Linked DNA regions of Mus musculus: region 2 is linked to region 1. Evidence: chromatin contacts called from public promoter capture Hi-C data. All regions are on one chromosome and are shown on one strand. Each heading gives the region's core, a stretch centred on a gene start, on an enhancer-like site or on the middle of the called end of the contact. The rest is flanking DNA. Distances are from core to core; before and after follow the strand shown. Region 1 holds the start of Snx10 (sorting nexin 10). Region 2 holds the start of Tax1bp1 (Tax1 (human T cell leukemia virus type I) binding protein 1).

Region 1 (3,247 bases), core at 409-2,908:
AACATGGTATAGAGAGCTTAAATGTTAACTCATACCTATTATATTTCAAAAAAAAAAAAAAAAGTCCTTTGGTGATAAATAACAGCCCTAAAATCTAAGGGACATTCCACTTGGCCACCATCACTTCAGCCAAGGCCCTTCTTTTATAGGCTGGACCCTATTCTCAGGTGGTTGTTACATCCCAGCCCCAATACCAAAAGAGGAAAAACAAACTAGTTCCCCAATTGCTTAACTCAAAAATGAAAGTAGTGCCATGCCTGGACTAAGAGAGAGAGAGAAATGAGGACTGTGTGGCAAAGGAAACACTTTAACACAGAAAGCATGATGGCGCTTATTTCAAGACCCCAAACTCGGAAGGTCTTCCCATCAGTGAAGTAAAGGAAGTGGGTAACAGTTCAGAGCAGTGGAGAAAGAAGCACGCAGGCCAGAAGGCTGCAACCCCACCCCACCACCACCATGGGCACACCTTCTTTAGGGCAGTGCCAGTCAGGCCCGTGTCTGTAGCTAAGAATGCACTGACAGAACCCGGGATGGATGGTCTGGATAACTTGAGGAAACTGCTAATGAGGTCTTGAACATCTCCACACAGTCACTTCTAAATATATCTACACTTATATCGCTATTCAAAACAGTCTGTCAGTCAACCACTCCTTTAAAAATAAACGGGAGCTGGGGTGCAGCGCAGTGGTAAAATGCTTGCTAATGACATGCTCAAGACCATGGGCCTATTCCCAGGATCAGAAGGGAGGAAGACACGGAGAGGTTGGGTGCAACCCGAATGACTGTCCCGTTGTATCCTTGCCTTAGCGACAGGAATCAAGCGAAGTCACGCTTGATTGTTGCCAGGATACTTAACCTCCTCCTTCTCCTCCTCCAGAAAAGCCCCCCTCCCCCCCCCCCCCCGATTGGCCACTGGTTGAAGGAGTTCCATAATACCCCCAGCCCACTTCCGGCCACTCCCACAAGCCCACTCCCCGGACGAGAGGGATTTTCACACACCCCTCCCACCGGGTGCATGCTGCTCCACCCTTGCAGACCTTGGTTTCCCCTGTCGCAAACTAAAAGGGTTGATGGAGATCACGAAAATTGAGATCAGTGTTCTCAATTTCTGATCCATCGCTCTCCACGCGCCTGTGCTTTGCGGAAGCAGACATCCCGTGACCATCCCCTTAACAATACTTGTAATTTTAGCAAAGGAGTGTGATGTGTCCAGAACCGATAAAACAGGCTGTTGCTTCCCAATCTCAGCAAACCCGATCATCAGCTCATCAGCGTGGGTTTCCTCCGCGGCCTTTTCCATCAATCCCACAATCCCATGAAAGAGAAAAAAAAAAAAAAAAAACCTCCCCTGGCCCTCCCAGCCTCTAAACTCAAAGGTGCCTGGCCTTGTATTCGGAAAGAAGTGGGGGTCGGGGAGAGAACCTGCTCGCTCCAGCAGCCCCGGCGTCCCCAGCCGAGCTGAGCAGGTGCCGGGGCAGGCGCGGCGCCCGCCACCCGACTCCCTCCCTAAGGCTCAGTTTACTCACACGCGGTTCTGAACGCCCGGCCCGGAGCACGGCGGAGTTTGCTGACTCAAGGCGCGGCGGCGACGAGCGCCTAAGAGCGAACCCGAGGAGCGCAGCCCCGCGTCCAGCGCACGCAGCGCCCCGCCCCGCCCTGCGCGCCCGCCGCCGCCCCCCACCCCCACCCGCCACTGCCAGCCTTAACGTAGGAAAGGCCACCTAGCTAGCGGGTCTTTCTCCCTACCCAGCAGTGAGGAATCAAGATGAGAGAAGCCAATAACAAACAAGCATGACTAGATGTTAGCAGGATCTCGATGGAGGGCATATACTGTTTGCTATAACAATATTTTTAATATCTCCGTAACTTTTTAAAAAATGTGTTTTCATGTACGATGAGGAGAAAGCTATGAGAGTCTGCCAAAGATATGTCCGGTTCCTATAGATCATCTGAGCTGGCTCTCACCCACCTGTGTGCATGGCTCAAGGCTGAGAGCACTTTTTGCCCTTGCAAAGGACCTGGCTCCCAGCATCCATACAGTAGCTCACAACTGCCTTTAACTCCAGTCACCACCCTCTTCTGCCCTAGCACTCACGTGGTGCACATACATCCAGGAAGCCAAAACAGTCATAAAATAAAATAAATAAATCTAAGGACAAAAAAGAAAGACTCAGCGAATCTTGGACCATCCAGCATCCTCCTAGAAAAGTTGTCCATGACTATATTCCATAGCTACACTGACCTCCTGAACAAAACTTGCCAAAATGCAATGTCTTATCTTAGACTCGTATCTCTGAGTGCTGCATCATTGTTTTTTTTTTTTTTTTTTTTTTGCATCATTGGTATTTAATGACCTAAAATTGCACCCAAACTATAATACATGCAACCATCGTTTGTTTTGCTTTTTGTATGTTTGTTTGTTTTTCGAGACAGCGTTTCTCCTTATACCCCTGGCTGTCTTGGAACTCACAGATTTTTGAGTTTAAGGCCAGCCTGGTCTACAAAGTGAGTTCCAGGACAGCCAAGAATACACAGAGAAACCCTGTCTTGAAAAACCAAAAAAAAAAAAAGTACAAAAACTTTACTATGAGAGCATTTAGCCCTGGAGATTGAGAATTGAATATGTGATATTTATACAGCTTAAGCCTAGGATCTTAATGTATTGTTTTAAGCAATCTGGGCACATTTCAAACCTATGTTCAAGTAATGTCTACAAAAATTCACCCTAATGGAATAGTCATTTACTTTATACTTTAAGTACTCAATAGCTGGTTTTAAACTACAATATGTTAGTATACAGTATTGGAGGACAATAGAATTTGTTATATTTTGTTTTTGTTTGTTTGGTTTTGTGTTTATTTAAGACATGGTCTTAATATATATAGCTGTCCTGGAACTCTATGTAGACCAGGATGGTTTCGAACTCACAGAGATCCGCCTGCCTCTGCCTCCCAAGTGCTGGGATTAAAGGTGTGCACACTCTGCCCAGTGTTTGACAATGCATTTAAGATTTACAACATTTATGGATTTAGCACGGTAATGACTGAAACACGTGTGCAATCTCAGCATTCAGGAGCTGGAGGCAGAAGGATCATAGCATGTTTGAAGCTTGGTTGTATTAGGAACCAACTTCTGTCTTAGTTACTTTTCTGTCACCGTGATAAGACACAATGACCAAGGCACCTTAAAGACGATGAGTTTATTGAGCTCACAGTTTCACACCATCATAATGGGAGAATGGCAGAGG
Region 2 (3,487 bases), core at 450-2,949, 1.2 Mb before region 1:
AAAACCAACTTAGCATCCTAGGGGATGGAGCGCTGACTCAGTAATTAAGAGCACTTACTGCTCTTACAGAGGACCTAAGTTGGGTTCACAGCACCTACATGGTGGTTCACACCATCTATCACTCTAGTTCCAGGAGATCTGACATCCTCTTCTGACTTAAGTCAGATATAACCAGGCATAAAATGCAAGCAAAACACTCATACGCATAAGTCTAAATTTTTTTAAAAACAGCATCCTTTAAAGGTTACAATTTATAATTCCAAGATGTTATTTTTGTCCTAGAAAAGGTACTCAATGGTTACATTTCACATACATTTCACATACACGACTGTGATTCTAAGAGCAAATGGTATGCAGCTAATGTAATAACTTGAAAACAAATAATACAATACAACTGTATTTGAAATTTAACAAATAACAAAGACGAGGGGGAGGAGGTTAACCAGTCATTCCTAGCATAGTCAAATATATTCTTGCAGAAATCTAAGATAAGTTCAGGGCGTTTGCCTAACATTCGAAAGGGACATACAGAAATCCAATTTACCCCTGAGAAGAATAGAATGGAGGCGAGTCCTTGGCCTCAGCTTCTTCTCCACACCTAGAGGGTAACCTGGAGATCACAAACCCACTTAATCAACCCACTTTTAAGGAATGTTATTCAAATAACCATTTTCGAATGTTTTGGGATTGAACACTAAAATTTTAATTATATTTGTTCGTGTCCTAATCATGAATTTTTACCACTTGGCAAAAAGCAGCATACTTGGCAGATACTTAGCATTAAAATGTCTAACATACCAACATAACGATAAAGCCGGAAATCTATCATAGTCAAACGCCACAACGTTTTCCAACAAAACTTTCAGGAACAAATTGTACTTCATATTTCTCAACAGGGAAATACAAGCGAACACCCCAGCTACGTTCTAACAGTACAGTTTTCGGGCGATGAGCGCTAGCCAGAACACGTCTTGCACCTTCCGCCGGGTCCAAAACACCGGGGAGAGTCAGCAGTGGGTGGAGCGAGGGAGGCGGAGTCGTGAAATCAAGTCCAGACGACCACAGAGCGAAGCGATCCTCCCCAAGATTTCTTAAAGCCTTCTCTTGGGCACCAGAGGGGGAGGGCTGCTTTCCAAACAGCAAGACTCAACTAATCTCTCAGCCCAGGAGAAGCCGGAGATCAAGCCAAGCCAGGTAAACAGCCAAACCAGGCGACACAGGGAGTCCCCGCCTCTTCCTCCAGCGGAGACTCAAACCAAAACAACCCAACGGGTCCTCCCCGGCTCGCCGCGGCCTAGCGCGCCCGCCACCCGTCCCTGGCTTGTTAGACGCCGGGGCCAGCCGGGGCCAGCCGCGGCCTAGCACGCCCGCTCCCGCCACGCTTCCCACTCTACGGTCACCCCAAGCCCAAAACACGTCACAATCGCGGCCCGGGGGAAGCTCGTCCTTGGGAAAGAGAGCTTCGTCACCACGGAGACCGTTCCCAAAACTCGCCAGGCCCGGGTTCCAGGGCCGAGACGGAGCGCGAGCGCCGGTTACCTCGAAAGCACGCGGCCCGTCCGCAAACCTTACCGGTCAGGGCCTCCGCCCCGCACGCTACGCCGCGCCCCGAACCTCCGCGGCCACCACCACTGCCTCTCAGCGTAGACCGGCTACACCTTCTCTAAGCGGAGAGCCGGCGGTGCGTCACTTCCGCCCCAGGGAGGCTCGCTTCCGCCTCTGCTGCTGCGCATGCTCTGCGGCGACACGCCCCACTCGCTAGCTGTAAAGAGTCCTTTAGTGGTTTCCCTGACAGCTTTTTCCTCTGTGGCTTTTGGTCAGTGATGTAGTCACCTCAAAACACAGTCCGTTTGAAACAAATTAACTGACTTACCAGCGAAATGGGAAGGATCGCTCAGAGGCCAGGTGACCTGGGTCTTAAATATCAGTCTAAGCTAATACATGTTTCAATATATACAGAAGCCCCAAGAACTGTCATAGCTATCACGAATTGAACCATCATATTCCCGTGTTGCTATGAAACTAATGACATTTACCGTATCACCAGCGAAGAAAGCATAACATTAAACAGAACAATAATATACAAAACTCTAATTTCAAGTTCTTTCATTTTCCACACAATTCAAGTCCACATTGGCCTCCATAAGACAGGTTCTTAATATTTGCTGATTCATTTGTTTCTTATATATTGAAATTTTTTAAGTTGGGTGTCTGTGTGTTTGCTTGTTTGTTTGTTTAAATAGGGATCTCTTCATTCTGGTCCTCCAAAAGGAAAAATTACTGTTGAGAGACATAGGCTGTTGAAGCAAAAGTTAAGTTCGGCATTGTGGGTTTTAAAGAAATATTTATGATTAAGACGGTAGTGTATTCATGAGATAAGTAATATTCCAACACAAGATATGATGGATTTGAATAAAATACACTTGCTTCCATGAAGTTCCAATTCAAACTGCACATTTAACAGAGAAAGGTAAGCTATATAAGGCAAAAGTAATTTTAGAAATTTAAATTATTTTCACTTCCATATCACGATCAACCAAGTCTTCCTTTTGAGGTATTTCTTCCTGTGCTGCTCTAGAAAACAACCACAAGGGAAAGCAGGTCACAAAACCACAATGTCTATAATAATATAATGAAATTGAGATCTTTTGCGTTTCAGACACTTCATTTTAGTGCAACTATAGGGGAAAATGCCCTGGAGAGAGAGAAAGAGAGAGTGAGAGAGAGATGAACAGACAGACATCTCAGGGCATTTAACCACAAAGGGGCATTCTGTTGGTCAGGAGACACAGCTACCAAAATGCAGGGCAGGGTTTTAGTTTTTAACTTCATACAGAACCTCCTTACTGAGATTACTCAAGACCCCATGATTGCTCTCATGGCTGGCTGTGAGTTAAGGCATTCTACTGCTCCAGGGTGAAGACATCCTGTTACTTTTTTAACTAATTGATTTATTCACTTTACATTCCAATATTACATCTCCTCCCAGTCCCCTCTGCAGCTCCACCCCTCATCCCCTCTCCTTCTTCTCTGAGAAAGGGGAACCCCCCTGGGTATCCCACCACCCCTTACCCCCCCACACACACACACATCAGTCACTATAGGACTGGACGCTTACTCTCTCACTGAGGCCAGACAAGGCAGCCCAGTTAGGGGAACTGGATTCACAGACAGGCAACAAATTTGGAGACAGCCCCTACTCCAGTTGTTGGGGGACAGTATGAAGACCAAGCAAGCTGCAGGTCTGACAAACACATGCAGGGGGCCTAGGTCTGGTCCCACGCTCACTCTTCAGTTGGTGGTTCAGTCTCTGGAAGTCCCAGTGGTCCAGGTTAGTTGACGCTGTGGGTCTTCCTGCGGAGTCCCTACGCTCTCATTCTGTTATCTTTTAGACTTGGGCTTTATTAGGAACACTGTAATCAGGAATTTACAACGAAGCTGTACGAAGAGAAGCGGGCGGGGCTTGGGCTGTCTTAGGAAAACATCT

The links. Promoter capture Hi-C pulls out the DNA fragments that hold promoters and counts their contacts.
Region 2: a promoter capture Hi-C map of cranial neural crest shows a contact between it and region 1. The contact joins the promoter of Tax1bp1 here to the promoter of Snx10 in region 1.

What each region holds. Positions count from the first base shown.
Region 1 is chr6:51,522,314-51,525,560 of GRCm38.p6, reverse strand. It overlaps Snx10 (sorting nexin 10), which reads right to left and starts at 1,658. Exons shown (of 7, transcript NM_001127349.1): 1 at 1,527-1,658.
Region 2 is chr6:52,711,941-52,715,427 of GRCm38.p6, reverse strand. Tax1bp1 (Tax1 (human T cell leukemia virus type I) binding protein 1) reads right to left here and starts at 1,699. Exons shown (of 18, transcript NM_025816.3): 1 at 1,573-1,699.